7 separate regions of the Mus musculus genome follow, and regions 2, 3, 4, 5, 6 and 7 are each linked to region 1. A link is a contact called in public HiChIP or PLAC-seq, Micro-C and promoter capture Hi-C data. All regions are on one chromosome and are shown on one strand. The core of a region is the stretch at or near the end of the contact, and the rest is flanking DNA. Distances in the headings are between cores, read along the strand shown. Region 1 holds the start of Ascl2 (achaete-scute family bHLH transcription factor 2). Region 2 holds the start of Osbpl5 (oxysterol binding protein-like 5). Region 3 holds the start of Tnfrsf23 (tumor necrosis factor receptor superfamily, member 23). Region 4 holds the start of B130016D09Rik (a long non-coding RNA gene). Region 5 holds the start of Cars (cysteinyl-tRNA synthetase). Region 6 holds the start of Ifitm10 (interferon induced transmembrane protein 10). Region 7 holds the start of Phlda2 (pleckstrin homology like domain, family A, member 2).

Evidence for each region. Promoter capture Hi-C pulls out the DNA fragments that hold promoters and counts their contacts. Hi-C and Micro-C count contacts between places; a contact is called where the count stands out from the background. HiChIP or PLAC-seq counts read pairs in DNA pulled down with a chosen protein or histone mark.
Region 2: an H3K4me3 HiChIP or PLAC-seq map of stem cell-derived neural progenitor cells shows a contact between it and region 1, with 2.5 times the contacts expected there. The contact joins the promoter of Osbpl5 here to the promoter of Ascl2 in region 1. A contact is called at or near these places in 1 of 39 promoter capture datasets (pre-B cells) and 1 of 115 datasets of contacts at active chromatin or transcription factors (stem cell-derived neural progenitor cells).
Region 3: a contact with region 1 is called in a promoter capture Hi-C map of stem cell-derived epiblast-like cells, with 2.8 times the contacts expected there. The contact joins the promoter of Tnfrsf23 here to the promoter of Ascl2 in region 1. A contact is called at or near these places in 3 of 39 promoter capture datasets (hippocampal neurons, liver and stem cell-derived epiblast-like cells).
Region 4: a contact with region 1 is called in a promoter capture Hi-C map of hippocampal neurons, with 2.6 times the contacts expected there. The contact joins the promoter of B130016D09Rik here to the promoter of Ascl2 in region 1. A contact is called at or near these places in 3 of 39 promoter capture datasets (the 3T3-L1 cell line, hippocampal neurons and liver).
Region 5: a contact with region 1 is called in a promoter capture Hi-C map of liver, with 2.6 times the contacts expected there. The contact joins the promoter of Cars here to the promoter of Ascl2 in region 1. A contact is called at or near these places in 3 of 39 promoter capture datasets (hippocampal neurons and liver), 1 of 484 Hi-C or Micro-C datasets (embryonic stem cells) and 1 of 115 datasets of contacts at active chromatin or transcription factors (embryonic limb bud).
Region 6: a promoter capture Hi-C map of embryonic stem cells shows a contact between it and region 1, with 4 times the contacts expected there. The contact joins the promoter of Ifitm10 here to the promoter of Ascl2 in region 1. A contact is called at or near these places in 8 of 39 promoter capture datasets (cranial neural crest, embryonic stem cells, hematopoietic stem and progenitor cells and 4 more), 1 of 484 Hi-C or Micro-C datasets (embryonic stem cells) and 3 of 115 datasets of contacts at active chromatin or transcription factors (embryonic stem cells and large pre-B cells).
Region 7: a contact with region 1 is called in a Micro-C map of embryonic stem cells, with 6 times the contacts expected there. The contact joins the promoter of Phlda2 here to the promoter of Ascl2 in region 1. A contact is called at or near these places in 8 of 39 promoter capture datasets (cranial neural crest, embryonic stem cells, hematopoietic stem and progenitor cells and 4 more), 4 of 484 Hi-C or Micro-C datasets (all in embryonic stem cells), 2 of 115 datasets of contacts at active chromatin or transcription factors (embryonic forebrain and embryonic stem cells) and 2 of 9 other capture datasets (embryonic stem cells and liver).

What each region holds. Positions count from the first base shown.
Region 1 is chr7:142,967,008-142,971,406 of GRCm38.p6, forward strand. It overlaps Ascl2 (achaete-scute family bHLH transcription factor 2), which reads right to left and starts at 2,257. Exons shown (of 3, transcript NM_008554.3): 1 at 1,964-2,257; 2 at 893-1,692; 3 at 1-332. The coding sequence starts at 1,973. The coding sequence ends at 911.
Region 2 is chr7:143,737,976-143,742,374 of GRCm38.p6, forward strand. Osbpl5 (oxysterol binding protein-like 5) reads right to left here and starts at 2,385. Exons shown (of 22, transcript NM_001199227.1): 1 at 2,295-2,385.
Region 3 is chr7:143,684,101-143,688,499 of GRCm38.p6, forward strand. It overlaps Tnfrsf23 (tumor necrosis factor receptor superfamily, member 23), which reads right to left and starts at 1,775. Exons shown (of 6, transcript NM_024290.4): 1 at 1,682-1,775. The coding sequence starts at 1,756.
Region 4 is chr7:142,280,832-142,285,230 of GRCm38.p6, forward strand. It overlaps B130016D09Rik (a long non-coding RNA gene), which reads left to right and starts at 2,632. Exons shown (of 1, transcript XR_003946899.1): 1 at 2,632-4,399. It overlaps Gm45889 (a long non-coding RNA gene), which reads left to right and starts at 2,383. Exons shown (of 2, transcript XR_870059.2): 1 at 2,383-2,635. It overlaps Gm10013 (keratin-associated protein 5-1), which reads right to left and starts at 108. Exons shown (of 2, transcript XM_011242029.2): 1 at 1-108. The coding sequence starts at 108.
Region 5 is chr7:143,597,468-143,601,866 of GRCm38.p6, forward strand. It overlaps Cars (cysteinyl-tRNA synthetase), which reads right to left and starts at 2,623. Exons shown (of 23, transcript NM_013742.5): 1 at 2,515-2,623. The coding sequence starts at 2,539. Gm15579 (a long non-coding RNA gene) reads left to right here and starts at 2,637. Exons shown (of 2, transcript XR_870064.3): 1 at 2,637-2,746; 2 at 3,156-3,391.
Region 6 is chr7:142,371,473-142,375,871 of GRCm38.p6, forward strand. Ifitm10 (interferon induced transmembrane protein 10) reads right to left here and starts at 2,274. Exons shown (of 3, transcript NM_001347541.1): 1 at 2,104-2,274. The coding sequence starts at 2,106.
Region 7 is chr7:143,500,411-143,504,809 of GRCm38.p6, forward strand. Phlda2 (pleckstrin homology like domain, family A, member 2) reads right to left here and starts at 2,114. Exons shown (of 2, transcript NM_009434.2): 1 at 1,647-2,114; 2 at 1,138-1,406. The coding sequence starts at 2,080. The coding sequence ends at 1,406.

The DNA of each region.
Region 1 (4,399 bases), core at 1,007-3,506:
AGGGACAGAGGTCATCTTTATTGTGCTCCAAGCTTAAGGATCCTTTGTATAAAAATAATTCTTCATATTTTCAGTAGAGTCCTACAACAGTTCAAGTTAATTGATAAAAAGTAGATTGTCATTGTAAAAATCTTTATCCTGAGAAATTTCCAAGTCCTGATGCTGCAAGGTCCGGAAGATGGAAGATGTCATTCCGCGGCGTGGAGGCCGAGCAGAGGTCAGTCAGCACTTGGCATTTGGTCAGGCTGCACTAGACAGCATGGGTAAGGCATAGGCCCAGGTTTCTTGGGCTAGAAGCAGGTAGGTCCACCAGGAGTCACCCAGGGATGCAGCTGTGAAGAAGATAAAAGGTGTCAATGTGTACGGACACCGCCCCACCTCCCAAGGCGCAGTAGGCAGTTTCGTTTGCTTGATTAGTTTTGGAGTCTCAACTCATGGGTGCCTCGATCCGCTCAGAGGCGCCGACGGGGGCGGGGCGCACGCTCAGAACCTGCCCGCCGTGACTCAGGGGCCCGCTCCAGCCGACTCACTCCGCACCCCGGCCTAGGACGCGATTTGCAATGCAAACTCACCCCGCCTCCAGCACCCGACTCGGCCAGGCTCTGACAGCACTGGGACCTCGCCGGCCCGGCCCTGAGGCCGCTCCCCTCCCCTGGCCTCCCCTTCCCCCACCCACAGCAGAGCTCTGAGAGGAAGTTTTGCAATCCCGGACAAACAAACGCCGGTCTTGCTCAGGCTTGAAAAAGGTTGAGGAAAAATGAAGCGTGCGCGAAATCCAAGTGATCGCCCCAGCTGAGTCCTGGCTGCACAGGGTCCCCGTGGCGCTAAGTGTCAGGCCCGCCCACCACGTGTCTCCCTTACTGCTTCGCCTCCCCGCCGTCCTGGAACTTACCTTAGGGGGGTGGGATGCTCAGTAGCCCCCTAACCAACTGGAAAAGTCAAGCAGCTCCTGCTCCATCGGGCTTAGCTCTCCCTCGCAGCTGCTTTCCTCCGACGAGTAGGCGGAGCGCGGGGAGGTAGGCTCAGAGCAGCCCAGGCGGTCCGGGGACGGAGACGTAGAGGCGCAGGACAGAGACGCGCTGGCAGGGGAGGCAGAGGGCTGCGCGCACTCATCGGACGGCGGAGTAGCGGGTGTTAACAGCCCCCCAGCGAGCGCGGCACGCACCGCGTCGTGCTCTGCGAGCAGCCGCTGCAGCGCACGAATGTACTCTACCGCGGAGCGCAGCGTCTCCACCTTACTCAGCTTCTTGTTGGCGCCGCCGTGCGGCACGTGCTGCCGCAGCGCCTGGAAGCCCAAGTTTACCAGCTTTACGCGGTTGCGCTCGCGCTCATTGCGGCGTGCCACGGCAGCCGAGCTGCTGCTGGCCTCGGTTGCTCCAGATCGCCGCCGCCGGCTGCAGCGCAGCAATTCCGGAGACGCTTGTCTCCGCCGAGCAGCGCAGGCTCCAGCGACTCCAGACGAGGTGGGCATGAGTCTGGGCAGCGCGCCGCCGTCCATCAAGCTTGCATTCAGCCCCTGGGCCCCTGCTACGAGTTCTGGTGCGGCACAGGAAAAGTGCTCGCGAGGAACCGGGTGCGGTGGGAAGTGGACGTTTGCACCTTCACGGGCCTCAGGCAGGGCACTGCTGCAGGACTCCCTAGGGCACGCGTCGCTGGCCTCCTGCAGTCCTGGGACCCCGTACCAGTCAAGGTCTGAAAGAGTAGGGAAGCGTGGTACTCTCGTGTCCCGCGCGTGCTGTCAGGCGCTCCCCAAGTCTCCCTTTACGCGGCTCAAGCGGCTCCTTTTTTTTAAAAAGTATAGATAACTCTCCTCCGCCCGCCACCGCCTCCTTTCTCACGCCCTCCTTCCTTCGCCTCGCCCTCCCGCCACGCTTCACCCTCCCCTTGGCGTACACATTCTGCAAAGCTGACACCGTGCGCTTCCACCCCCACCCCTCCCGGGTGCAGTTCATGGCCTACTGACGTGCTTCCATGCTCCGGGCAGATGCTTAGCTTATTGCGTCCTCGAAAAATCCTCGAGTGCAGATCCCGAACTGCGCTCCGCAGGTCCCGCACACTCAGGGGCTGAGAGAGGGTCCGAGAGAGGGTCCGAATGTACTCTACAGGCACCTCCACCCGTCCTGGTGCTCAGCCCTTAAGCCCCAAGAGCTGCCAGGTCTCCGCACACCTAGCGCTTGCAGCCGGATGAAGAACCGGACCAAGCTTTGCGGTGACCAAGAGGTAGGAGGCAGAAGAGCGCGACCCCCTAGGGTAGCACGAGCCTCAAACCCGCACCCACGTCCCTCCCCCTGGCGGAGGAGGCGGGAGCCGGGGTCTCAGCCAATCTGGGATCGCCCGTTTGGCCAATGACAATTGGCGCGGTCCTATGCCGGGGCCAGAAGGAAGCGTACGCCTGGCGCGTGGCTCCAGAGATGGGGGAGTGTCTCGCACAAGGCTCCACGCCCACTCCGCCCCACCCTGCTCCTCCACCAGGACCCGGTGTCCACGCATTGCAGGAGCACACCTGTGCCCCTTGAGTGTGAGAAGGGCTTGAGGAGTGGTTCAGACCAGTAATGGGAAATTTCATGTTCCTGGGCACCTGTACCCATTTAGCCCCTCATGCACACCCCATGCCTCTGTGTTTTCAAGAATCCCCAGGACCGGTTGCCCTGACCTGAGAGAATACAATCAAGTCCACTCCTTTCTCACACTGTCACCCATCTGCACCTTACAGCCAGCTCTCCAAGTCTGGGTCTCTTTTCCTAATGGTGAATCTACCCAGACTAGTTTTTGTTCGGTTCCTGGACTTTTTGTTCAATAACACTTCTTCGGATTCCAGCAGACCTCTCAGTCCCATCCTTCCCCTGAGGCCGGTGGAGGGAAGGTTGAAGGGGAAGGGAAATGCACTGACCTTGTCAAAGTCTCAGTTTTGCCCCATTGTCCCAGAAGTGTGCTCTCAAGGCCGTAGCAAGCCCAATTTTTCCCTCAAAGGACTAGGTAGGTGCTTGGGAGCCAAGCAAGACCTATAGGGTTCAAGTGGTCTATCCTGTGGGTAGTAACCTGGAGTTACTTTCTTTGTAAATATCCGACTGGGGGAGGGCTACCAAAACCAGGCTTCTCTCTGCTTTCGCACTGCCTTGGAGCATGTACTGCCAGTGTGGGGCTGCCTGCAGGTTCCATGACTCTCCAGGATTCGTCAAGGCTGTATCATCCTAATCCAGCCTTTTGATAACCTTGCTGTGGGAAGTGGGCAGTGAGTCGAAATTTCCCGGGTGTCTGCTAAGAGCACTTGGATAAGTCTAGTCACTTCTCTGCTGTTTGGAGCAATCCAGTTGGTCTGGGGAGATTGTTAAGTAAAGCACTTGCTGTGCAAGTGTGAGGACCTGAGTTCAAATCCTCAGAACCCATAGAAACCCAAGATGCCAAGAAGAGAATTCCTTCAAACTTCCAGGCCAGCTAGCCCCAGGACTGCAATAATGAACAACAACGTCTATCTTAAACAGGCTGGAAGGGAAGGACCAACATCCAAGATATCCTCCAACCTCCATACACACTGCTGTGCTCATCCTTGCACACGCAAGCATGCACACATATACAGAAGAGATGGAAACAGTTTGTATCCTGGTGCCCTGAGGAGGTTTGATCTGCAAACCCTCACTGTACGGAGACCACTGCTGCCCTGTTTCCTCCCTGCCTTTCCCTAAGTTGTTTTTTGTACTTTTCCTCCATTTAGGGGTGGTGGTGGGAGAGTCTCCTGAAGCTTAGGTTAGCCCTTAATTCACTACATAGCTAAGGATGACTGTGAACTTCAGAACGTCTATCTTCTTCTTATATCTCCAGATAGATTATAGGCATGCACCGTCACACTCATTGTATGTGATGCTGGAGATGGAACCCAGGGCTTCATATATGATACATGCTAGACAATGTGGTGCATTCTAGGCAATCTAGCAACTTAGGTACATCACCGTGTGTCTGTGTGTGTGTCTGTGTGTGTGTGTGTGTGTGTGTGTGTGTGTGTGTGTGTGTGTAAAGACTCACGACTCTTTCAGGGGTCTCACCATATTTCCTTCCTCTCAGGCTGGTACATACCCTACTTCTATAAAGCCAGCATCTCATCCTACTCAGCACCTTTCCCACCTTGGCCCCTCCCCCATCCTGGCCCTCGTACTTTCTGCAAGCCCAACCTACCTTCCTCAGCTTAAAGGTGACAGTTCCCTAGGGATTGGCGTCTCCCTAGGTGTGCCCCTTCATTTCTTAACTTCACGTACCCACATCCTCTAACCATCCTGGTGGCAGTTCTCTTGCTCCAGAAGCAGTTCTCCCCTGATCATAAGAGTTTCATACATCTCTTTTGGGGGGCTTGGGCTCTGGCTCTATCCTTAGCCATGTGATCTTCATTTAAATGTTTTGAAACAGC
Region 2 (4,399 bases), core at 1,135-3,634, 770 kb after region 1:
CTTTGAGCTAAGGCTCAGTAAGTCACATGAGGATTCACAGAGAACAGTAGTTTTCCTACAGGACAGCCTTCAATAGCAACAGGACATCATCCCAGGACAGGCAGTATGGCTTTTAGTGGGCAGCCTGTGGAAAGGCCAGCTTCACTGCCCTGCCCCACCCAACACTGAAGATGCTCACCTGGGCTGCATACAGCCCTGCAAACAGCCTGCAGTGCCTCCAGGGAGGCGTTTGAACTCAATAGGCCCCCGTGCTTGAGGTCATTTGTATCTCAGAGTCAGAATTCAAGCTCCCAGACCCACATGTTTCCAAGAAGCAGCCCCACGCTCTGACCCACCCTTTTCTTGAACAATAAATGGGGATGAAGGTGGGACACACCCCTACTACCTTGAGCAAGCTCAGTACCGGTGTGCCAGGAGTGGCGTGTGTCTACTTGTATGTGGCTGTGAACCACAGATGGCTCAAGGCCCCAGTACAGACACAATACATAATTCTAGACACAATACTCCCCAGCATGTGCCATTTCTGTCTCTCCCCCACCCCCTTGTGCCATGCCGGATCTCTACTGTACTGAGAGTGCTTCTTGGAAGAAGCCTGGGTGACAAGGGAAACTGACCCTGGATATCTTCAGCATGGCAGACACAATCAGGGTGTGGGGGAAGAGATGCCTTAGGTATTGGCAGAGAGCCCAGAGCCAGGCTTGGAAGGACTCACACCCCTTGGCTGGGCAGGAGAACCCCTCTGACATCCAGGATTTGCTGCTGCTCAGGTTGGGCCTCAGCACAGCCGTCTCCCTGAGACAAGGCACAGCACTGTGGGGGAGTAGCCTCACCCAGATGCTTCACCCTTCTCTAAACACCGCCTGGCGAAAGCAAACCAGACAGAGGCAAACACTTGGTTCCTTGGCACCCAGGCCTTGTGTTTGTTAAAAGGCTCCACTCCGCTGCCCCATACACGTGCAGGCAGACAATAGATCTGCAGTCAGGAGCCTGAAAGGGACAGCCAGATGTCACCACTTGCCACCCAGATCACCCTGATTTGTCTGACACCTGCAAAGCTCTCTGCGCTCCTCTGGAACCCCACCAAGTTCGAAATCTCAGCAAGCACCCCCACCTCCATCCATGCTGCTGCTTGAGCAAAGATATTGGGGCAGAAATGTAGTAAGGAAAGTCAGCCACTTGGCTGTTATCGCAAGGGAGAGGGGGAAATGACAGACAGACGGACGGACAGGCAGACGGATGATGGGGACATGGAAAACAAACTCAAAAGTGCAATATCCACCCCATCCAAGGGTCTTTCCCACTTCTCTAGGCCCTGACACCACCACTTCTGCTCCTGTGACCAGACAGAGGTGTGTAGCAGAGGCTGGAGCCAAAGGTTGATACATATAGGAACCTTTAAGTACAGACAAGTGGGTGACAAGTCCCAGGGAGAAACAGAGAGCAAAAGACAAGAAATTCAAATCAGTGGTTCTAGTAAGCCAAGCCCAGCCTGGCTCAGGTTGGGTGAGGGGTGAAAAAGCCCCCCTTGGCCCTAATTGGGGGTGTCTACCCACAACCCCAGGAGCCACTCACAACTGGGATCAGGGACTTGGACCTAAAAAGCCAGGATATCTGAAGTGGGAGGCAAAGCCAGCTGGACCTGTGGCTGGGAGGGGCTCAAGTCCTACCCACCCCAGTCGTAGAAATCCGCAAGTGCAGCTCAAGTCATCTGGACAATGCCAAGCTCCCTCCCTTTCTCTCAGGGCCAAGTCCTATGAGAGGCCATGGGTGGACAGAGTCCAAGGGCAAGATGGGTCAGCAGTCACTTGCTCTGCGGACCCTGACGAACCATCCTGAGAATCAAGCCAGGGAACTGAGATCTCAGACCCAAGATCTTACAGGACCTCTTAGACACCCCTTCCCTGCTATTGCTGGGCTGGGGTACAGACCCCTCCATATCCTGGGTCGGAGGCTGCCAGACCCTCCCACCCATTCGCCTAGTCCTGACTCCTTTTAGCCTCACCAAGTGGGAAACGGGGCTGGACATGCCGCACCCACACGCGGGCCCCACCCGCCACCCAGAAGTCCCCAGGCATTTGGACTCCCCAGCCAGGCGCTGTTTCCCATACAAGCTGCTGTTTGGGTCTACTCGGATCTATGCAGGGGCTCCCCCAGACCAGCCCCTGAGGGCTCCCCGACCCCCACGCCGGCTCTGTGGCCCTGAAGCCTCTCAGGCCCGCTGAATCCCCTCCTGGCCTTTCTCGGCCTTCCACCAGCCCCATCCTTCCCGGTCCTCCCAGCAGCGGAGCTCCTACCGTGCTGGTTGTACTCAGTGCTGGGGCCGGGCCGGGCCGCCTGGGCCCGCGAGGGGCTCAGCTGTCGCTGAGCAGCAGGAAATACCAGAGGGCTGATCCAGGCGAGGCGGAGCGAGGGAGCGGAGGGCGGAGGAGGGAGGAGAGCGCGGCAGACGCAAAACCCCGGGTGGACCAAGGGCGGATCGGCTGCTGGGGAGGCACGCTGGGGACCCAGTCCTTGCCCGGAGCCTGAGCCTCCTCCCCGGTGCAGGCTGGGGGGCATAGGAATCCTTAAGTATAGACAAGTCGGTGGCACCTGCGCGCCAGGGCTGGGGACACCGCCCCACAAATAGCCAAAGGAGGGGAGGGTGGCGGTAAGCAGCGCTAATCTTGGGAGGGGTCTTCTATTTGAGAAGCATACCTGGGTGCGGTGCCCTTCCCCTTCCAGAACATAAGACCTCTCTCTCCCAAAACCAAACCCCACTGTCCTTGTCCTACACAGGGGCTCAAGGGGACCCCTTGGTCACCATCCATGATTCCCACTACACTTCTTTCAGGATGCCTTGGCTGAGACTCTGACTCTTGGGGCTGGAGAGATGACTCAGGTTAAGAGCATATGCTGATCTTCCAGAAGATCACAGGTCCATTCTCCGCACCCAGGTCAAGCTGCTCACAGCCACCTGTAACTCCAGTTCCAGGTGATCTGACAACCTCTCTTAGCACCTACACCCATGTGACATCACACACACACAAATAGAAATAATAATACTTTTTAAACTAATTATCCTGATAACCAAGACCTCCTATGTGTCTACCACCCTTTACCACTCTCCAAGAACTTTCTAGACTCCTCAATCCTCTTGTATTTAGAAGACACTTTTCTAATTTGATACCACCCATATATAGAGGCTGATCTTAGAGTTCTCCAGCTGAGACCCTCAGCATGAGGTTCTTTGGGGTGTGTGTGTATGTGTAAGGGTCCTTCCTGTAGAGTTCCCAAGAGCCACCCAAGCAGGAAGTTTAGCCTGCCTCCTCCAGCCGCTGGAATCAGGTAGGACACAGAAAGGTATAGAGGCTTTCCCAGCAGAACCTTCTACCCCAGGAATACCGGTGTGAGTGTGGGCAGAGCCCCAGCTGATTCCCACATTGTTAGTAGGTGCTGGACAGCAGAAGTGCTTCCAGGCTATGGGAAACCACTGCTGCTAAAAGCCACTGGGTAGGGCTGTGGCGTGCAAACCTGGAATAGACAACTTCCAGTCTCTGTAGACCCCTTGTCCACTCAGCCTTAGCCATGCCTCCCCTGTTAGACAGAGGCTAGGGGTTCCACCTGGTGGGCAAGTACCAGCATCTTGTGCACAGGTAAGGAACTTAGGCGGGCTCATTCTCAGTTCATCATGGGACCATCCCTACCCAACCCCAGTCACCTGGCGAGGCCTTCGGATGCAGAACTGCTCAGACAAGATGCTCAGGGCCATGGTGAAACTGCCTTCTTGAGGTCTGAGGGGTGGCTCTGCCCTTCCAGCAGGACTGTGTGCAGTGTGGGCCGCTTCACAGATGGAGACCAGCCTGCCTGCTAGGTCTGCCCCAAGCTCAAACAAAAAGCTGGGTGTGGCTGCTAGAACCCAGTAAATCAGCAGTTGCTAGAGCCAGTCCTTGAGGGACTCAAAGAAGAAAACAAGGTCCCTGTCCCCTGGGGCAAGGTCTCAGCAAAATTGCCTTCACTTGCTGTTTGAATATGGATTATAGGAGCCAGATTACTGGCCAAATGGGGGAGGCTTGTGCATGATAGCAGGAAGGGTGGGCTGAGGAACACAGTCTGAACGAGATTGCCCCAGTGCCAGATGGTCAAGTGGGGACTGAGGAAGTGCCACCTGTGTGGTTCAGGTACAGGTGCATAGCTGCAGCTAGGCTTCCCTGAAGTCTCCATCCTGCTCCTTGCAGGGCTGGAAAAGGTATTCTTGTGAATGAAGGCAGGCTCTAATCTTTCTGCTGCTGAGCAGAGCACTGTCACGCAGAACCTTGTTCCTTCAAGGTCTTTGTCTGCTCTGTTTTAGACAGGCTCTCACATGGCCTCAAATTCACTATGTAGTGGAGGATGAGCTTGAACTCCCGATCTTCCTGCCTCC
Region 3 (4,399 bases), core at 525-3,024, 720 kb after region 1:
ACAGAGCAAATTCCAGGACAGTCAGAGCTACACAGAGAAATCCTGTCTCAAAAGACCAAAAATCTACACACATACCCTATTTTTTAAAATTTCAATATTCTTTGAGGATAGTCTTTTTAAAAAATATTCTTGAAAGAGATGTTATCTTCAGTCTTTTATTTTTATTTTTGACTTTTACAGGACAGTGTCTCATACACAGTCTGGCTGTTCTAGAACTCACTATAAAGATCAGACTAAACCCAAATTCACAAACATGTCTACCTCGTCTCTCAATTGCTAGAATTAAGGGCGTGCACTACCCCGCCCAGCTCACCCTCAGTCTTTCTTTGGAGTACCTTCTTTTTGTGGCATTATTTGAGACGATCACCATTTTTTCTTTACAACAACCTTAAAACAACAACAAAAACAAAAACAGCCTAATATTGTCTAGATTGTTTCTGGGGATTTCTGGACGACAAAATGCACCACTTTTCAGGCGGTGCCTGGGCAGGCATGGAGCCCCAGAGCCCTAATAGGGATGGGAAGAGATTTCAGGGTCAAGGGCCATCCCATGTGAAACCTGCCTGTGAAATATGTTCGAAGTCCCTCAAAGTGCTGGGAACTTTGAAGTCACCTCTGAGTTGCATATCCTCTGGCCCCTTGCCCAGGAGATTCCCAGGGAAGCTGGATGCCCTCTAGGTCCATTTCTGTGAAAGCTGCTCACCAGCAGCTAGCAAAGAATTACTATTAACCAGCTCCTAGATGGTTTAAAGAAATGCTGATTACATGTAAGTGGTCTCTGACTGCTCAGATACTATCTTAGAACAATCTAAGGGTTATTTTGTTGTTGTTGTTGTTGTTATAACTAAAGATCTGAATGTGTTAGAAAATGGATATCCTTACAGGTTATAAAACATAAACCTTTTTCTGCCTATTTTTGGGTTTGAAGACTCTTATGAGAGAAAATTGACATAAAATTAAGTTGGCTGTAACTAAAATGTCATTTACAGGATTGTCTAGGTTTTTTGTTTGGTTGTTTGGTTGGTTTTGGTTTTTTTTTTTATTTGTTTGGTTTTTTTGGGTTTTTTTTTTCCGTTAGTTTGTTTTGGTTTTCAGCCTTTCTGTGTGTAGTTCTGGCTGTTCTGAGACTCCTTATGTAGATCAGGCTGCCCACTAACTTAGGTTTAACTGCAGTTTAAGATTAAAGAGACAAGAAGCGATCTCGGGACGAACTTAGCAGAGACCCGAAAGGCCCAGGAAAGGCATAGCCAGGCCTTCCACACAGATCCTTTTGTAGTAGTTAGTACTACACCCCAAGACGAGCCGGGCCGGACCCACCCAAGGCGCACAGTCGCGCGGGCCACTGCAGTCCGCAATGGCACTTTCCCGAGTCACCTTCGGAAGGACCGCTTTCAGATGAGAAAGCGAGGAGAGGCGTGTCCGTCTTGTCCGGGAGCTCAGGGACCAACCGGACACACTTTCTCTGGCTACCCGCTTGGCCATTCCCCTGCCTCTGCTTCACCTCCACAATTCCCCAACTCTGGACCACTTAACTCTGGACGAAGTTCTGAGGAGTTGGTTGGCGGTGCCAAGGCTGACCCTGGCGGAAGAGCCAATTCACCGCCCGCAGTAGCTTTCCTCTGCAGCCCGGGGATCCGGTGCCCAGCGCGAATCTCAGCTCCGCAGGGCCATATCTACTCACCGGCAAGAACAGATTCAGCAGCAGCAGCAAGAGGAACCAGTGACTCAGACTGGAGACGTGGCTGAAGGTAACCATGGCTGTGAGCTAGCATGGTGTCACTCAGCTGGAGGAGCTCTATTTCAAGCTGGTGGCCACGCCTCTTGTCAGCGGATTGGTTTCTGTATGGTTGCCTAATCTCGTGGGCGGGTCCAGCGCCACCACTCTTGCCTTCCCACCACCATCAGTGCTCAGTAATATCTAGTTTTCTATAAATACAGTAATTTTAAATGCCTGTGACGTTATTAACAGAATCATATTTGTTATAAGCAGCAAGCTAAAGTCGAATTCTCTGCCTTCGTTTGTTTTCCATTACAGTATACTGCTCTTTATTATAAGTTAATTAAAAATTTTCCTGGACCTGAGTGGAGGGAGAGGCATGAACTAGAGCTGGAATCGTTATAAAAGTCAGACTGCAGCAGACTGTAAACCTTCTCAAAAGCAACAAACAAAAAGAGGAAGATAAGCTACAACACACACTGTCTTAGCTCAACATGGGGAAGTTTGAAGTAACTCTATCCCTGTAGCTTTCCTGTGAGTGTTCACTGGTCAATGGTCTGGAGCAGCAGCTGAAGGCTTCACTGTCAGAGTCTGAGGGGCTGTGTGGGACTCGCTGACTCTGAGGACCTCAAAATATCCAGGACTCGTAGGCACTCTTCCAGTGCTGGGGTTGGGGGGGGTGTGTCGGGGGAGGAGGGCTGTATGAACATCCCTGGACTGTGAGTCCCTCACCTCTTCTTCCTTTCACTGTGTTTAGCTCCACTGTGTGTGCCAATCCAAGCTCATGGGACACAGGACATTTAAGCCAAGTCTACTAGTCTAACACAGGAAGTAGAATGCTTATTTCTCTAGGGAACTTGGGTTGGTTCATCTGTTCCACCCGCCCCCTCCAGGTATTCGAAAAAGTGGCCCACTACCAGCCCCATCCATCTCCCTTCCAAATGCCACTTCCTCTTTAAAATGAGGGAGGACTCAGAGACCTGGATTTCAATGGCTGCCCCAAAGAAGAGGAGCCTGGCTCCAGGCACCTGGTACTCTTTAATTCATCTCTTGCCTCTCTCCCTAGGGCCAGGGAGTGGAGCCTGTGCCCATCTGCCCTCACCTAGGCTGGGGAGTGGGAGGGGCCAATTCCTTGGCCAGCCTGATGCTCTTCTATTTCTTGTCTTCCCTCAGGCTGGTGTCTGCTCAGGAGTAAACCAAATCAAAACACAAACAAGTGTTTAGAAAGTTTGGTTAGTTCAACACGCTGAACTGTCCCTCACCCTTGGGAAGCAGAGGGAAAGTAGAGGAAGGGAAGAGGAGAGGACTGTGCACTTGTGGATGCTGTTGTCCCACCAGTCTCTGAGTAGCTCGGGAGCAGGGGGAGGCTAGTGGCTTTCCTTTTCTGCATACAGTTTACAGATCTGCCTTGTCCCACACTGTAGGTGGAGGGGAGGTGAAAGGAAGAGGCCTGTCTACCCTGGGCTAGATATTTGTGCTCCAGGTCCTTCTCTGCCCTCTGCCCTTTGCTCCTTTAAAACATTTATTTTAAAATGTGTGTGTGTGCATGTGTGTGTGTGTGTGTGTGTGTGTGTGTGCGCGCGCGTGCGTGTCCATGCGCACAGGTGCCTCCAGAGGCTCGAGGTGACATATCTCCAATAGCTGGAGATACACATGGCTGTAATCTGCCTGATATGAGTCTGGAGATCAAACTGGTGTTCTCTGCAAGAACAGCATATCCTCTTATTGGCTGTGTCATCTCTCCAGCCATCTCTACCCTTGCTCTTTAAGGTGGGATAGTGGGATGTCATACTGTTCCAGGAAGCCCCTAATGGTTCAAAGCAGTTGGGTGACATTCTCATGAGCCCAGTGACCCTTGATGGTCTTCCTGCAGAGATGAAGGGTGCCCACAATGGAAGAGTTGGACTCATTCAATACCAGGAGAATCTTCTCACCCCTAGAATAGATGTATTATCTATTGTAATATGTATATATCATACCCTTTCTTGGGATACTTTCAGGTTGCTTCTGGGTAGCTTGCTGCTTGGGAATATGTGAGGATTCTGGGGTTTTTTCCCTCTCTGCTCTTTCTGCAGTGCAATGAAAAAGGAGAGATATAGCCACGTCCTTTAGGTTAGTGTGCAAGAAAGTAACAGAGGTCTGCAAAGGACCTTGGAACTGTTAAAAAGAGAATTCATGAGGACATTCCAAATGTCCAGATGTATGATGGTGTTGTGAGGGACAGGACCTAGTTCTGCATGGGGGCCAGGGTGCAGGAGAGAAGGTGAGGAGTTCAGAGCTTCCTGTCTATACTGGAAACAGAGATGTCTGAGGTAGAAAATGGCTACTTGCAGACATCCATGCTCCAGGGTGACTGGCTGCTTCATGGAGGCTCCAGGAGCAGGGTCCTCCAGAGAACTCCTGGGGTAGGTAGATGCACAGCCACTTGGCTCTTCTTTACTTCACCCTCTCCTGGCATCTGAGGTAGGGAGGCATTCTTGGGGTCCCCTCTCATGGGTGTTGTTTGGCCACCTTCATTCCCTCTGGTCTCTGTTATCTTCTATGGGTTGTTGGGGAGGGGCGCTACAGCTTCCCTTTGAGGTGGTGTGGGGTGTGTTGTCAGATGCCAAGGGATATTCTGGATGCCTCAGAGCTATGTCAGAATACAGAGCATTAAGCATTTCAGCAAGGCTGTGTTGGCTA
Region 4 (4,399 bases), core at 1,382-3,881, 690 kb before region 1:
GCAGCAGCTGGAGCCACAGCCTCCACAGCCTGAGCCACAGCCCCCACAGCTGGAGCCACAGCCCCCACAGCTGGAGCCACAGCCTCCTGAACAGCCACAGCAGGTCATGGCTCTGGTGTTTGGTTGAGGATGGAGTAGATCAGAGGAGCAGGTGGAGAGGAAGGTGTGCTGGTGTGGAGCCTTCTGACCCTGGGGTCTTTATATCCTGCCCAAGTCAGGTGTGAGGATGCCCATGCTCACTTCCTGGATCCTGGATGTGTCATAGCTTAGGATTCTCTTGTGCATGGTGTTGTCTGGTCCTATATATTACTTGTTTCCCTTTTCCTTTCTCAAGCAGACTACCTCATCTTCCTTCCCACAGATGTTCCCATTAACTTGTAAACATTAACAAGTGTCCATCAGAAGATGCCCAGCCCCCTTCCTTTGAGCTGTAAAGAGACATGGGCAAACCTTGTTCCCATCCCATCCCATCACTAGCACTTCCTGCTGTTTGTGTGCCTGCCTCCTGGGTTTCAGGCTCCACTTGCCCACCTCAGCACTCACTCTCATCAGGCTGTAACATTGGTGGCTTCCTCCTCTGACCTGAAACCTGTGACTCACAGGTCACTTGGTCATCTTCTTCTCCTGGGCTATGCCAGACCTTGGTATTCACAAGCGGGATTTGAGGGAATTGCCCCATCCTTTCTTCCCAACATGACTTTCCTTTCTTAGAAAATATCATCCTGTGTAAGTGTAGTGTTTTTCAACAAACTAGAGTGTGGACATGTATGTCTTTCATCCCAGCATCTGGGAGCCAGAGGCAGACAGATCTCTGTGAGTTCTAAGCTAGCTGGGTCTTTATAGAGAGTTACAGGTCAGCCAGAGTTACAAGGTCACAGCACAGATCTAAATCTAGAGGGAGGTTCTGAATTCCCAGGTTCTTCTACTGTATTCCAGTGAGTTGTATGGACCCATGGGCAGGTAAAGGATGGGAGGGGATTCATTCCTGGGGAAGATTCCACCTTATGAGAGCCATGAGAATGATGGGTTGGTAATGGGCATGACCATACTTTGACCAGGACTGCTTAGCTATGGACACCTCCTCTCCATTTAAATCTGAATATCAAGTAGGGATGCCAGAGAGTGGCCCTCTCTGTTCCCCTTTCAATGTGGCCACCTCTACTAAGTGTCTCTTCTCTGTGTTTTGTTATTACTAGTCTGTGTAACTGTGCTGTGGAGGAAGGGTGGTTGAACCTTGATTTTTAGAGCTCCAGGGCCCAACCTCCAGATCCTAAGTATTTCACTGAGGATTTGAGTAGACAGTCAAGATATGCTCACAGCTAGGTGACCTGGGTTGGAGCGAAGTATAGGGATCCACCCTGGGGCAGTATTACTTTGCCTGACAAAGTTTCTCATCTTCCCAGTCAACCAGTATTAGCTATTTTGACTCTACAGGGTACAGCAGAGAAATAAATTGAGTTTTTTGAGAGCATCAGCCTTTCTTGGCCATTGGTGAGCTTAGCTGGGAAGTTCATATGAGGAAGAAGGACCCTTCCTTCATAAGAGAGTCCTTGGGGCTCAGAGCAGCAAAGGTGACATGGAGTAATTTACAACTTTGCAAATCTGGTCCTCAGCACCCTGTGGCACCCTGAATGAATGCAGAGCACATCTTAACAATCCTCCTGCAGGGGACATCACTCCCTCCCCTTCCTTTTTAGCTGAGTAATCAGGAGGGCACAGTCTTACCCAGCAGCTGGTCTCATCTTTCTGCTGCTCTGCTTTGTCTTTTGGTGAACACATTCGTATGTGGGTTCATCTCTTTATTTCCTATCCTGCTTATTTTTGACCTTATTATGTACTCAATCTTGCAGGGCAAGCTTGATTTTTAGTGTGTACTATAAACACCTAATTTGGTTGCATGTTAGTGAGAGACTTGGGTGTAGGATGACTAGCAGGGGTCCTGTTTTATTTTGTTTTGTTTATTTGTATGAGGACATAGATGGGCACCCTAAATGTTGGAGACCATACCATAAGAAAGTAGGCCTTTCAAAGTTTTCCACCCTAACAAGCCAAATGGCCTTGTGCTAAGGAGCTGGTCTTCACCCCCTCCTCCCTGTTTCCTTCCTGGCACCTGAGGCTGTAAAAAGCTGAATTATAGTCCCCTCTTCCTTATCTCTTCCTGACTCCCAAGACTTCAAAGGACATGAGTTACAAGCTGAGCCCAGCCTGACACCCAAGGCTGTTAAGGAGGATTCTACATTCCAGAGATAAGAGTGCCTGGCCGCCTGCAGTTTGAATTAGGCCTTCATGTCCCCAGATGCCCACTTCTTTGTTCTTAGTTGATCCCCCTCAACCCCTCCCTATTCCCCTTAAAACCTGGCATTTCAGCCTAATAAACTGAGACCTTGATAGGAACCCTTCTTTGTCTCTGCGTCTCCTTCCTTTCCTCGCATTTCTCTTCAGGTTTGTGGTCCCCCTTGCACCCAGGAAGAACTGGGTCCTGCTGGGTGGGACAAGTGGCGCCTAACTGAGGTTCGGAGCGTTTTGCCTTAGGTGGAGATTACGGAGTTTGACTCCCCCAGAGAAGTTCGTAGGGACCCCAAGAAAAAAGAAGTGAAGGACTGCTTCAGCAGCTCACCGGAGAGAGAAATCCTTGGTAAGTGATTCATCTCCACTGAGAAATGGGAACTAAGCTTTCTAAAGAGGCAGCCTTTATAAAAGGCTTAAAGGTGGCTCTCAGGGAAAGAGGAGTTAGAGTTAAAAAGAAAGATTTGATAAACTTTTTTATTTTCATAGACCAGGCAGGTCCATGGTTTATTATAGATGGCGCAGAGATACATTGTAAGAAATGGATAAGAGTAGGAAGAGAATTAAGTGAAATTTTGGCAAAGCAGGACCCCGATGCTATTCCTGCAAATATATTTACTTATTGGAGTCTAATCCGTGATTTAATACAAAGTGCAGTTGATGATCCAGAGAAACAGCAGCCTTTGTCAGTGGCAGAATATTGCCTCTGTCCCCTGTCTCTGGAAGCTTCAGAGAGCTCCCTCCCTACTAAAAAGCCTCCAATAGCTGCAGACAGGCCCGAAGTCCTGCAGACTGCTCTCTACCCCCATATCCCGGTAAGCGCATTGCCTGCTGACCCGCCACTGATCAATCTAGAATTTAAAAAATCTTTGGCTGAAAGCCCTTTAATTTCTGGGGACACAGACACTTTAGAGGAAGAGATAGTCCGTCCCCGTAAGCCCGAGCGATTGCCGGGCGCTTCAGCTCCTCCCTGCAATGCCTCGTCCTACCTGCCACCAATCTGCGCTCCCGAGCCGTGGCCCCAGGCGCTGCCGGTCCCTACTCTCATTGATGCTAAAGACAAGCTCGCGTCTCAGGTAGCAGGATTACAAGAAGTTTTAGAGCTCCAGCAACAGTACGCCCGCCTTTCCACAGAGCTCGCTTCACTCCAAAATTCTTTAAAAGAGACTATCCTTGCCCCTCCCCCAGCCTCAGCCTCGGGCGGCGTAAAAAAGAAAGCTCCGCGAGCGGTAAAAACTAAAACATTGGCTTCCCCCGTAATTACTCGCTCCACGAGAGCTGCTAGCTACGACCCGCCCACTTCTACGGCGGAGACACAGCCCCCAGCCACCCGTGCCGAATCTGCTTCTGCAGAAATTGGGCCTTTAGAAAGGCCCCAGGCCGACCTCTCCTCGGACACTAACAGCGAGGGCGGAGAAGATTATGAGTGTGAAAACGAAGTAGAACGTGAGCCAGAGGAACAAATTTCTGCTCCTGTCCAACAAACAGAATTCCGCAGACTACGTTTTAAGCTCTTAAAAGAGCTTAACTCTGCGGTTAGAACTTATGGCCCATCTGCCCCCTACACGCTTTCGCTCCTAGAAGCTCTTCCGGGAGGCGAACATATGCTCCCTAGTGAGTGGATCAAAGTAATCCAAACTGTGTTAACACGCGGGCAATTTCTCTCATGGAAAGCCGATTTCCTCGATCGGTGCCAGACAATTGCAGTGGCTAATCAGAAAAATCCTCGGGCGCCATCTGCTGGCTGGACCTTTGAAAAGCTTTCTGGTCAAGGTAAATACGCGACAGAAGCCAGGCAAAAACACTTCTCTGTGGGTCTTTTGGCTCAGACTGCTAATGCAGCCCTGGGAGCTTGGCGCGGTATTCCTATGAAAGGTTCAGTTATTACGCCTCTAACCAAAGTCATTCAAGGAGCCCAGGAAGACTATAGTGATTTTGTGAGTCGTTTGCTTGAGACTGCAGAGAGGACCCTGGGTCATGCAGACAATAAACTTGTTAAACAATTGGCTTATGAAAATGCTAATTCGGCATGCAAAGCTGTCTTGCGCGGTAAGATTAGAAACAAGGATCTTAATGAGATGATTCATCTTTGCCGTGATGTAGATATGTTCAC
Region 5 (4,399 bases), core at 1,373-3,872, 630 kb after region 1:
TATGTGGTTAAGCTATGGGGAAAATCTGGCACCTGAGATGAGCTCCACCTATCAGAGGGCCTGAAATAAGCCTGCGATCCCATACTCTGGGTGACATTGTGTCCCACGTCATTCAGAGCTTCGGCCATCTTCTGAGGAAACAGGAAGGGAAAAGCAATCACCCCAGTGCCCTCAAGTTGCAACTAAAGGCCATCTCTGTACTGTGGCTTTCCAGTTCCTGAGTGGTTTTATATTGTTTAAAACAGGATCCCATGTAGTCCAGGCTGGTCTCAAACTGGTAATCCTCCTGCCTCATCTCCCAGAGTGTAAGAATTACTGATGTGTAGCCACACATAGCTTTGTTGGATTTGTTAAAAGTGGCTACCTTCTCTGAGTTGCTTTTTTCTTTCGTTTTTTTGTTAATTTGTTTGAGACAAAGTTTCACTATGTATCTATTATCTATGACTGGCCTCGAACTTACTATGTAAAACAGGCTGGCCTTGAATTCTTAGAGATCCCCTTACCTCTGCCTCTGGAGCACTAAAATTACTGAGTGACAGGCACATGCCACCACACACCCATTCCTGGATTTTCATGGAAGTTCTGACTCCTGGATCATCTTCCCTCAGGACTTGTGATCTCCCCTGAGATCTGCACATCATGTATACACTTTTACTTAAAAGCCAAAGAGGAAGCTAGACATGGTGTTGTGATACCTGCCATCCCTATAGGAGACAGAAGGATCGGGAATTCCAGCCTGGGCTATATGAAACCCTGTCTAATTGGATGGATTGATGGATGGATGGATGGATGGAGTCGCAGAGTCCCATTCTTGACAGACCTGGTCCTTACACACCTGGCACTGTTCCAAGTTCTTCCTATGACTACACCACCCTCAGTGGCAGGACCCATTTCCTGTAATGTGAGTATGGGCATAGTTGTGATCCTAGACCTGTTGGGCAGCTCAGGGTGGAGCTGCTGGCCATGCTTCTGTGTTATAGTAGTCTAGGTGGACTTACAAAAGCTGCTGTGGGTGAAGCAGATAGAAACTAGGCATGCCAGTTGAGTGGAATGCTAGAATACAAAGGTAGGTACCACTGTCACTAGGCACATGCTAAGCAGTCTTGTCATCTGGGTACTCAGGTGATCAGAATCCAGCAAGGCCACAGTAACCACAGAGCACCACAGGATGCCTGAGAGATCTTGGAGACAGGTAACTGAGAAGTCAGAGCTCACATCTAATTTCTGGCTTCATCACAGAGACTAAAACCTACACTAAGCATTCTGCCTTTGAAGGCTTGCTTCTCACCTTCCAGGATATGGGCCAAGGCCTTTGCTCTTTCTAGAACCCACTTGCTAAAAAGATGAGAAAAGACACTGCTCTTCAGCGATCTGCCAAGGCCCAGGTCTACCCTGGGGTGACGTAAGTGACTGCTTTCTGAGGGAATCTCCCAATTGGCAATAAAGTAGATTGCCAATGATGCTCTGACAGTGATGCTCTGACTGGACAGGTCTCTGTGGTGACTGCTGACCACACTGGAGATTAAAGCCTTCATAAATCCCCAAGCTCTTTCATGTATGCGTACACGGAGTCCCTGCTTCCTCTGCCCTACTTCCCTAAGTACCAACCTCATGTGCCCTTCCGCCCACCTGCTTGGGCAGAAGACCAAAACAATCTTTGGGCCTTTGCCTTACCCCCAAAGTCCAGCCAGGGCAGGAGGGGGAGTGGTGAGGTCTCATCCAGGTACCAACTAGAGTCAGGCTATTTGAAACAGGACCATCTCTCCTATTGCTGAGTATCCAAGGAAACTTTAGCCTTAACCCAATCAAAAAATTGAAGCTGAGGAAGGGAGGCACTTACAAGACAGGAGTCAGGTCCCACCAAGGAGTACTCTAGCTTCAGGGAGTCATGGCAGCCACCCCCAGGTCCTGGCCTGCCACTGTCCATTGAGACGCTGGCCATCCCCAGAGCTTTGGTTTTGCACTGCCCACTTGGGCCACGGCTGTCCCCACAGGCTTACCGGAGAACGTTTTATCCCAGAGCCCTGGACTGGATACTACTCACCTGAGGATCCATCTCTGCCCACTCCAGTCACTGCCTAATCCAGATCTCTAGCTTGTCACTGCCCACCTGGGCATGCACTGTTCCTAGAGCCCTGACCTAGCCACTGCCCAACCCAATAGCCTCCACTCTAGAGCCCTGGCTGGTCACTTCCCGCCCAGGGATCCTCTGCCGAACAGCCTTTGCCTGCCACTGCCCATTTAAGCCTTTACTATCTTCGGATCACTGGTCTGGGCACTGCCCACTTAGTCCATGGTTGTCCCCACAGACCCGACCTGAGCACTGAGTCCCTGGGTCTTGCTGCCCCCAACCCCTGGCTCGCTTGGCATTACCCACTCGTTCCACCGCTGTCGCCACAGCACTGGCCTGGGCACTGCCTCCTTGGACCATGCTGCCCACACAGCCCCAGCCCGGTACTGCCTACTCGGGCCATGCTTGTACCCAGAGCTCCACAGTCATCCCGCAAACCTCACCCTGCTCCGCGGAGGAACCTGCCATCACTGGGAATCAAGACCCGCGGCCGCCGCCACAGACGCCTTCCAGAATCTGATGCAACCGCGGCGCCGGAAGTCCCGCCCCACCAGTCGTCTTCCGGGCATGTCCAGTAGCTAGGCAACTGCAAACTGACGCCGACGTGGGGCATGATGGGAGAATACTATGGTTTACGCTGGCGCGGAACTTAATAGACACCAAAGGGCTAAGACAGTGAGAAGCGCAAACCCGGGCTGCTGAAGAGGGCTGGGAGGGGCGGGACGAAATGGGGGAGTGGGAGGGGCGAGGAGCTGGGTAGAGGGGCGGGGCAAAACGAGTAGAGATTAAAGAGATGCAAGGGAAAGGGTGGGGCAAGGGACTCAGCGACTGGAGGAGAGGGGCGAGGAAGACGCCTTTTTCTGAGACACTCTCCAAAAGGCCACACAAGCCTGGAAACAGGTGGTTCCTGTTACACTCTCTCCTGAATCCTTTTATTTCCTGTGTGTTCCTTAATTCCTGATGTCGCCTCCCAAGACACACCATCAGAGGGAGGTTTATGAGAAGAAATGGAAAGTATTATTTTAGAAACATAGCCAGGTATATAGCGAGACCCTGTCTCACAATTTTTTTTTTTTTTTAAAAGCTCCGTTTTGAGGTTGGAAGATGGTTCGGTGGTCAAGAGCACGGCTGCTCTTCTGGAGGACACCGGTTTGATTTCTAGCACTCACAACTGCTCACAACCGGTTGTAACTTCAGTTCCATGGGATCCTAACCCTCTTTTGATCCTTGTGGGCTTTGCATGCCTGTGGTGAAAAAGACATGTGTTGTGTGTGTGTGCAGGGAAATAAATAAATACAATTATATATTCTGGTATATATATATTCTGGCAACCATGGTCTTAATTCCTGGAAACTCAGGAGGGAGAAGCAGGCAGTTCTCAGTGAGTTCCAAGTCAGCCATGGCTCCATAAGAGACTCTGTCTCAACATAAATAAATAATTAATTAAAAAATAATTGATACTTGGTAATATGTATTGTTTGGTTATGTACCCTTGGGACAAGGGACTGAGGTGCAAATTTTATATTTCAAAGCAAACCTGGCCTCCAGGTTCTCTCAGCATCCCTCAGTCCCTACCTGGCATACCCTTGCTGTAACCCTGAACTTTCCAGCCCAGGGGCTGGACTGCCCTTCCCCCAGAGGCTCTTCCCTATATAAACCAGATGTTTTGGTCTTCCTCATCGCTCCTCCTGTCTTCTCTATGTTCACACCCTTTCTCTTTCTCTCTCCTCCCCCACCATGGTGACTTCCTTGGCCTCAGTCCTTGGGGCCAGTGAACTTTCGCCTGAGAGCAGCTTCCTAATAAACCTGCCTATATGTACTCTAATCAGGCTTGAATTGGTTCATTTCATGGGCAGCAGAGAAATAATGTATCACATAGGTCTTAGTTAGGGTCTTACTGCTGTGAAGAGACACCATGACCAAGGCAACTCTTATAAGGACAACATTTAATTGGGGTTGGTTTACAGGTTCAGTGGTTCAGTACATTATCATCAAGGCAGGAGGTGAGAGTTAGACCTCTTCAGCTGAAGGCCGCTAGAAGACTGGCTTCCAGGCAGCTAGAATGAGGGTGTTAAAGCCCAAACCCACGGTGACACACCTATTCTAACAAGGCACTCCTAATAGTGCAACTCCCTGGGCCAAGCATATACAAACCCATTATATACATACATAAAGTATTAAACATATTAAAGTGATCAGAGCATATATTGCTAACTTCACAACTTTCTCAAAAATACTGTATTTTTGCTGCCAGTACTTTCTTTTTAAAGTTTTTGAGATAATTTTTATTTTACATGTAGAAATGTTTTGCCGGCATTTACATCTGTT
Region 6 (4,399 bases), core at 1,024-3,523, 600 kb before region 1:
CCACAGCCAATACCAAAGCCATTCGCAGTAGTCTTGGCAAGCACATCAGGGCTTTTCATCGCTTTGCCATCTGCGCCTACTGACAACCACACACACAACAGCTCCCCCTCAGCACCCCGAGTGACACCCTGTTGCGATAAGCAGAGCGCCCCGCATCTCCACGCACTCAGGGCATTCAGAGCTACAGTGACACTGCCCTAGTCATTGACTGGCAGAATGAAAAGCGCTCACTGAAGCACATACACACCAAGACGCACCACACACACAATCACCAGCCCAGCTCTCCAGTCCCAGCATACTCCTGCGCCCAGACGCGCCAGGTAAACAATTGCCCACCCAGACACGCAGCGCTACACACCGCCCCACAGGCTCAGGCACATCTCCGGAGGATCCGCGCAGGTGCAGGACTACAAACTCCAAAGCCAACAGAAAGCGGCACTGGGAGACCCTAAGAGCGCACACTGTCACACAGAACCACTCACCTCCCCTCTTGTCCCCACCCCCAACCGTGCCACCAAGAGACCCACAATGACACTCTGCGAAATGGACACTTCCAAGAGACAGCTTGGCGCCGGAGCTCTGCGCCACCAGGCGCACCCGGCGCCGGTGAGGTGATAGCAAGGGGCTGTGGCTGAACTGGGTGGTCCCCAATCTGACCCCGGGCTGCAGCAGTCACCAGTACCGCTCACCTACTGGCGACTCGACGAGTGGGTCAGACCCCTGAACCTAGGAGCGCGCGTCCTTCCGCTCTCCCGCTGTCTGTCCGCTGATCGCGTCCCAGCGGCCCAACCTTGGGGGCGGGGAGCGAGCGGGGCTGGCGCCGCTGCCTCCCCCGCTGCCCGCGCGCGCTCCGCAGCGCCAGGCCGGCCGCGGCTGCAGCCAGAGCCTGACTCACGGCGGCGTCGCAGACACCTCCGCCTCCTCCCTAGGGAGGGAGGGGGCCCGCTAGCCCGGAAGCCAGGACCCCGGGGAGTCGCAAGGCTGGCACCCCTCTATCCCATGAGCTGCATGGCTCTCATATCCACCGACCACCAAGCCGCTGCTACCCCAGTCCACCTGTGCTCAAATTCTCTCGCGGGTCCTCAAGTCCCGGCAAGTCTGTCTGCTGAGCATTCCACTTTATTCCCACGGCTGACCCCCCTTCTCCCTACATTTCTTCCACCTGAACCTTGTTAGCTCCAAGACCTGTGCCTTCAGAACCCCCTTACCTAGCATCTCTTCTCCCTGCCCTGTTGAGTCCCACCTGCCATCCTCAGTCCCGTGGCGGTCCTAGCCTTTTCTCATGAGGCCCTGTCCTGGTATCAGCTTTTTAAGCCCTCACCCACCTCTTCCTTGATCTTGCCCAGCTGGGCTCCAACCTCGCTACTTGCTAAGCCCTGTCTGAGCTGCTCAAGTCTCCATCTCTAATCAGGCTTATTTTGGGAGTCTCTGGTCCCTTGAAGTCTACACACTGCAGATCATAGTTCCCACCTGACTGGGATGCAACACATCAAACCCCAGAGGGACACTCATCTCTGTTCAATCCTGTCTCCCAAGTCCCCAAGGTCAATGTTCAGGGTTGTTTTTTTTTTTTTTTTTCTCCCGAGTCCAAGTCCAGGCCCTTCACCAACAATCTTCAGAACCCTGCCCTGGGCCTCCTTTTTGAAGTCCCTGTCACCCAAGTCTGACATATGTTCTAATATGTTCATCATAACAGGGACTTGAAGGATCTGACCTGTAACAGGCTTGCCTGTCCCTGCTTCACAAGTTTTGCTCTGCCCTCAGGGACAGATGTGCTACTCAGAAGCCTGGGTCCTCTCAGACACCCCTACATTGATTTCCTTAAAGCTCGGTCTGTGTACCCCGCTCATGACCTTTCTGACCCCCATCCTGGGCCCTGACAGTGCTCGGTCCTTACACATGACTTGCTCTAAGCAATACTGTCCTCTAAGACTCAAGGCCAAGCAGTTTCTTCTCTCCCCGCCTCATCTCCTTCCCATCCTCAGTCTCTCTTGGACATTTGTCCTCAACTGATCCCCACCTCCAGAGAAGCCCCAATGGGCTTCCTTCACCATGGAGAGCCCCCAACTGCCCTCCCTCCCTCCCTCAGAACCCCTACCTCACCATGTGGGGGTGGAGTTCTCAGTAGGTCCTCTTCACCCTACCCTGAAGTTCCCCCAACTGTGTGTAAAAGCCTCGTTTTCTGCCTCCCTGGATCCCATTCTCCCTAGCTCTTCTCTGGGACCCTTTCCAGAGAGTTCCAGGGCTGCCTGGCCCCTAGACTTTCTGGTCTCCTGGAACCTTGGCTCTCTGAACCCTGAGTCTTTCTTCAAAGCCCTGTCTCCTGATTAAGCCCCGCCCCATGCCAAGTTCCTCCCTTTCCAGCCCAAACCCCACCTCTGACCCCCAGCACAGCTCATTTCTGCGTGTCAGGAATTTTCAGTGTGAAGTGGATCTTAAGTGTAGAGGAAAAAAAAAAAAAAAGAAAGAGACTCTCCTTGAGTGGGTGGAATTAATTTCCACACTGGCAAGGACCCCTCCCACCGTTTCTTGGCTTTCTTCTGGGCACTCCCTCATGGAGCCTAGCCTTGTTGGTCCAATAAGCCTGGGGGCAAGTGGGCTGTGCCAGGAAGTCAGTTTTCCTTCATCCAACCCCACCACTGCTTTGGATCCCAAGGGCCTGACAACCAAACATGCTGACACTCCCTCCCCAGCCTGTGTGCGGCTGTGTACCACCCAACTAATTACATCCATTCGCACTCCTGACAGTCTGCTTACCACACAACCTAAGTCAGGTGCTGTCCTTGGCATGTCTGGCCTGGGAGTCTCAGACTTCAGGAAGCAGAAGGGTTGGCCCTTTGGCCCTCGGGGCAGGGTCCACTCAAGGTCATTGGCAAGGTGAAGGGTGAGTTGGAATCCTCTTCCCAAGAGTCAGCTTTATGGCTCTGGAGTCAGCGTCCCAACCTTACACTTTAAGCTGGTCAGGGCAAGACTTGGGTATGGTCCAGCCTCACTAATACCCTGGTCAGGGGTTTGAGGGGAGAAACACCCACCATGAGAAAACTAGAGTAAAGCTAGCTTCCCTATCCCTGCCTGCAGCAAGGGTCTTTCTTCTTCCCAGGGCATGAAGGCTGATGTGAAGGTCACTCAGCTAAGAGACTGATGTGAACCCTGAGCTAGAGTCCGGGGTGCTCCCCGGGGCATCCCTGGGTGGTGATGGTGGCATCAGCGGCATCTGCAGAAGCAGCGGCCCCAGTATGCAGGCCTGGCAGCACAGCTCAGCCTCAGGCCTGCAGGGCAGGGAGGAGATCTGTCTCCAGCTTTGGTGCACAAGCCTTTGATAACACTAGTCTCCAGAAGCCCTGCCAGGCCCTGCGGGACTCCCTGCTCAGATTTCAGACAGAGAACACTGGGTACATGTTTACTGGCCTTCTGACAACCCTTGGTGAACATTCTCCAGAAGTAACCTAACAGGGCTCAGGTATGGGACATATTCCCCTGCCCCAAACCCTCCTACCAAAACAATGACAGCCACTGACCAGCAGGCAAAGGGTGCCAGGACAACCCCAGAAAGTGACAGAGGTCACACTTCCCTATATCCTGTACCTGTTAGTGTGGGGAAGGGGCTCTAAGATTCCAGAGCTGATTCCAAAAGGAAGCTCTACCCTACCAGTAAGCACTCGATAACTCCTACTCTATTTAAAAGCCTGCTGGTTGCCTCCACTGTTGTATTTGAAACCTGTGTTCACCCACTTCTCCCGCCCCCTGAAACCGAACCTTCTCACAGATGCTTGTAGAACAACTGTAGTCCGTGGCAGAGAGTTCTGACCTCTCATCTCCAAGACCCCAGGCAGCCGGGCAGGCTCCAACACTGGCTAGACTCAAAAAGCTGAAGACTGCTTCTTGAGCCTGGCAGAGGCCCAGGCAGGGAGACTGCCCAGGGCACCCAGGACGAGCAGATGGCTTTTCTGACCCAGGCTTAAAGGACTGACTGTTGAAAAGGGAATGTATGCAGCCCAAGATTCCCATCAAGGCTTATTCCGTTTCTTCTGGGAATAGGCTGCTTCCCTGGCAAAGCACAGCAGGTGCTGGCCTGGCCACCTCTGAAAATGATTCAACACAGGACCTAACACAGAATTCTAGGCCCGCTCCATGGCCTCCAGCCAAGGCCACATCCGGCCTGACTACTGCCTGAGGTCCCAGAACCTGCCAGTTCTAGTTCAGACTCATCTTGCCCACAAGGCCAGATAGCAAGCCAGAGCCTCAGGAGTCCCCTCTGTTCACTGGCCTGGTGCTGAAAGCCAAGTCTGGGCTCTAGCACACTCCCTACCCCCCCCCCCCCCAATATTCTCCACAGCCAGCGTGTCCCCGAATTAGCCCTCAGTAGTACTGGGTTCTACTGGTCTAGCTAGCTCCGTCG
Region 7 (4,399 bases), core at 864-3,363, 530 kb after region 1:
ACGCTAGGATGAAGCCTTCCTTTCTAAGGAGAAAGTGTGGGGGGGTGTCCTCCCGGTGCTGGTTTCTAAGGCCAAGCTGGAAGTCATGTGGCACCCCCATCATCACCCCCATCTTCATGGCATTCCCATAGCCAGAGAGGCCCAGGAAGTATGATACCTGCTCGGTGTCTGTCACTCTGCCTTTTGGGGCTTGTCCTCCAATAAAACCTTGGAGGAAGAGATTTACTTCTGTCCTAGGCCCTACCACCTGGCTGGCTGCCTGCCCACCTGACACAGACTTTGAGCCCCTTAACAGGACCACAGCCAGGTGAGGAGCCAGAGTTGATACCTGGCAGGTGACCCAAGAAGTGGGGTAGAGGTAGGACAGATGTCTGGGGAGCTCTCAGGCTTCACACCAGGGCAACAACTCTGGGCCTCAATGCTCCATCATTAGAGACAGCCAGGCCTGCCTCCCGTCTGTGACAAAATGTGTACAGTGTGCTGTCCCTGTTCCTGGGCCCTGGACAGGAGGGCTGTCTCAAACCACTGTGGTCCAGTGATGGAGGTTGTCAATGAGTAAACAATCAATGGGCCTTTGAATTCACTGCTGGACACACGGTATGTGGGTGGGAGGGGACAATGAGGGCAGCCACCCTAGTGAACAGAGCAACCTCTCAGATGTCCAGGAGGTGCTAACTAGTGAGTGAACTCTGAGCAATCCCCGCCACCAGCAGTATCCTTTCAAGCCACACCCAGGAGCAAAAGGTGGCCAAACCACACCCAGACCTACTTCCTGACCTGGCAAGGCTCTGAGCCCCACTGGCAGATGACAGTTCATTCAAAGGCACTTTTTTTTTCCTTCAAGATTTATTTATTATATGTAAGTACACTGAAGCTGTCTTCAGACACACCAGAAGAGGGCATCCAATCTCACTACAGATGGTTGGTTATGAGCCACCATGTGGTTGCTGGGGTTTGAACTCAGGGCCTCTGGAAGAGCAGTCAGTGCTCTTAACCGCTGAGCCATTTCTCCAGCCCTCAAAGGCACTTTGAATGGTTCCCGGGATGTGGAGAGGGAATAACACCAGATAGGAGACCCTTTCACTCCCACCCTTCCACACATTCGCCCCAGCAGGAACTACACAGACCACACAGTTGTTAAAAAAAGAAAAGTGACATTGTTTATTTGGAATGAAAATATGGTATAAAAAATATTAACACGGAATGGTGGGTTGGAAGCAGGTAACCAATATAAATACGGTCCAATAAGTTAGCGCACCCGCACAGCGGGGCAAGGCTCAGCAAGCACGGGAATATCTTCGGTGAAGAGCAGCGGCGGCGTCACCCGGGGCATCCCCTGGGCTCCTGGGCTCCTGTCTGATGCGGCAGCGTGGGCTGGTTCCCGGCTCAACTGGTCCCGTGCGTTTCTGTAGGGAGAAGACTGAGTCAGGAGCTGCCCGGGTGCAGCTTTTAAGTCTCCAGGTGGGCCGAGCAGCTCCTGCCATGCGTTCCAGGTCCCCTCTCCAAAGGGTTTTCAAAGACGTAGGATTCCCCCCTCCCCCTCCCCGTGGCTTTTAAAATCGAAGTTTTCCCCACTGGGAGGCATGACCCCCATTCACTTTCCCCATGCCCCGTACTCCGACGCCGTGGACAAGTTTGTTACTCACCACGGACCCAGAGCGCTCTGCTCTCCCGGCTCGGAAGGCATTTCAGACTCAGAGCGCTGATACCGGTAGCGGGGAAAGTCTTGCAGCGCCCGACGGTTCTGGAAGTCGATCAGCGCCATGGTGATGGCCGCGTTCCAGCAGCTCTCCACCGTGCAGCGGAAGTCGATCTCCTTGTAATAGTTGGTGACGATGGTGAAGTACACGTACTTAGAGGTGTGCTCCACGCAGTCCACCTTGAGGATGGAGTGGAAAAACAGCTCCTTGGCGGGGCTGGTTTTCCCGGAGAAGAGGCGCAGGCGGTCGGCGGTGAGCACGCAGCGCTTCTTCTTCCATACCTGGAACAGGCTGTCGCTTCGCTTCTCCAGCTCGCCCTCGCAAAGGATCTCGTCGGAGGTCTTCACGGTTTTCGAAGACATCACGATTTTCGAAGCCATTTCGAAAGGTTGCACCAAATGCGCTCGCTCTGCTGCGGGCCGCGGCCGCGGCGTGGTCTTTATAAGGACTCCGCCCCGCAGCCCAGACACGCCCCGGAGTCGGGCACTCTCAATCCCAAGCAGGCTCTCGGAGCTGCCCCCCACCAACCGCCCCAGGCTGCCCCTTACCCATTGCTTGAAGCTACCGCTTATCGGAGGACGGAGGGTGGGGGGCGAGAACTGATTGGCGCCTCTCTGACGGGAGCCCCGAGCCTTCCCTCCAGCCCCAACGTCCCAGCTGCCAGGTGGAGTGACTTGTGGTCCCCTCCCCGCCCAGGCTCCGGCCCTGCCTGCAGAGGAATGCACCTCAGCGGTCCCTGCCCCTCGTGACTCACGGGCCGGGAAGACCTGGGAAGCGCCCGACCCCTAGACTGAACTACCGCGCTCAGAATCCCACTCACGGGGAGACCGAACACGCGGGTCGTGGACTCACGGGTTCTTTCCAAGCCCTGGCCACCGTCTCCTCCCACCTTGGGCGAGCATCCAAAGGCCACCCACTAGACTTTCTTGGGAAGTAGCCCTGCCCCAACAGGCTTTATCACCCAAGTTGCTCCCCAAAGTTGTACCTCGAAATTATCTCAGTTTCTTTTCCCTTCTGTAAAATGGGACAATGACCTTTTAGTAAGTTAGACAGTGAAGAAGTGGAGGAGGAACAGCACCCTGCAGTGCTCAGCCACGTGAAGAGAAAGGCCTGCCTCTTTCCCGTGTGCCCCAATCTAGGCTACAGACACCTCGGGCTGCGACTGTACAACCTCGACGTGCTGGAAACTCACGATGGGGGCGGGGGGGGGGGACGGGAGCTAGCAAAGCTAGCTTGGGGAATGAGGGGACCGACCTAAGGGCTAGGGGCGGCGGGGGCGGCGGGGGCGGCGGGGGCGGCGGGGGCGGCTGAGTCATCGCCTTTCAGTGCAAGATTTTATTTACCCTCTGCCTTTAAAGGTTTAATAGTAGTAGGAAGCAGACGCAGCTCCTCCAGGGTTCCCAGGGATGGGGGAGGGACTGGCCTAGGGACCCCAGGAGTCCCCTGCTATGGTGGGATGGGGGCAGGGGTGCTGGGGTGGGATGGAGGACAGAGGCGCTACAAGGAAACCCTCAGCCCCACCCCTTCCCCCTACCCCCACCCCTTCTCCCACCTCCACCCCTTCCCCCATCCCCACCGCCACCTCCACCCCTGGCTGTTGGAAAACCAGACACCATGCTTCTAGGTGGACTGGCTCCCAGTGAAAACACAGGTTCCTCCATTTAAACAATTGAGACAGCCTAAAACTCCAGTTCGGTGGCCTAGTGTTGTTCTAAGGCAGGTTTATACCACAATAAGGAGGCTGAGGCAGGAAGGACCAATCTAGCTCAGTCTGGGTTTTACAGTGAGCCCGAGAGTAACCAAAGCCGCAAAGCAAAAATGAAGTAAAGGGGCTGGAGAGGTGGCTCAGTTAAGAGTGCTTGCTGTTCTTGCAGAGGACCTAAGTTTGGTTCCTGCTCACAGTTGGGTAACGCACAACCATCCATCTGTAACTCCAGCTCCAGGGAGCTCTCTCCTGCTCTCCCCTCCCCTCCCCCCAGAACACACACACATAGGCAAAAATAAAAAGAAACTTGAGACTGGACCGATGGACTCCGGGGTTAAGAGTACTTGTTGATTTTTCAGAAGGCCTGGGTTGGGTTCCCAGTCCTCACAGGGTGGCTTACGGTTATTCATGGCCGGAAAGGAAGTCCTCTTCTGAGGTCCTCAGGCACACATGCGTACATTACATGCAGGTAAAGCACTCAAACACACACACACACACAAAATGTAAATATAAAACCACGAAAAGAGAGCTGGCAAGATGGTTCAATGGGTAAAGGCACATGTTTTCCACTGTAATGGATAGAGTGTAATTCCTGGTATCAACATGGTGGAAAGAGAGACCCTGAGTCCCTCAAATTGTTCCCTGATCTTTGCGCACATGTGACCGTGCAAACACACACACACACACACACACACACACACACACACGGGGGCGGGGGGAGCAAGAAAAATGTTGTTTAAAACATTTTAAATGAAGAAATGAACAAGGACATGCTGAACCCCCCCCCCCCGCGCTCTCACTGTGTGTTCCACAAGCACCCCCCCCACCCCCCCACTCCTGTTCCCAATACACACAGAGGCCTGACCTTCAGGGTCCCTTAGGAAAAATGAGCCTTGCAAGCTCTGCCCGGGGCCCTGAGGGTTGTGTGGAAGAGCAGAAGTGTCCAGGATACCTGTGGAAGAAGGGAGCAACAATACGGAGCCAGGCAGCCAGC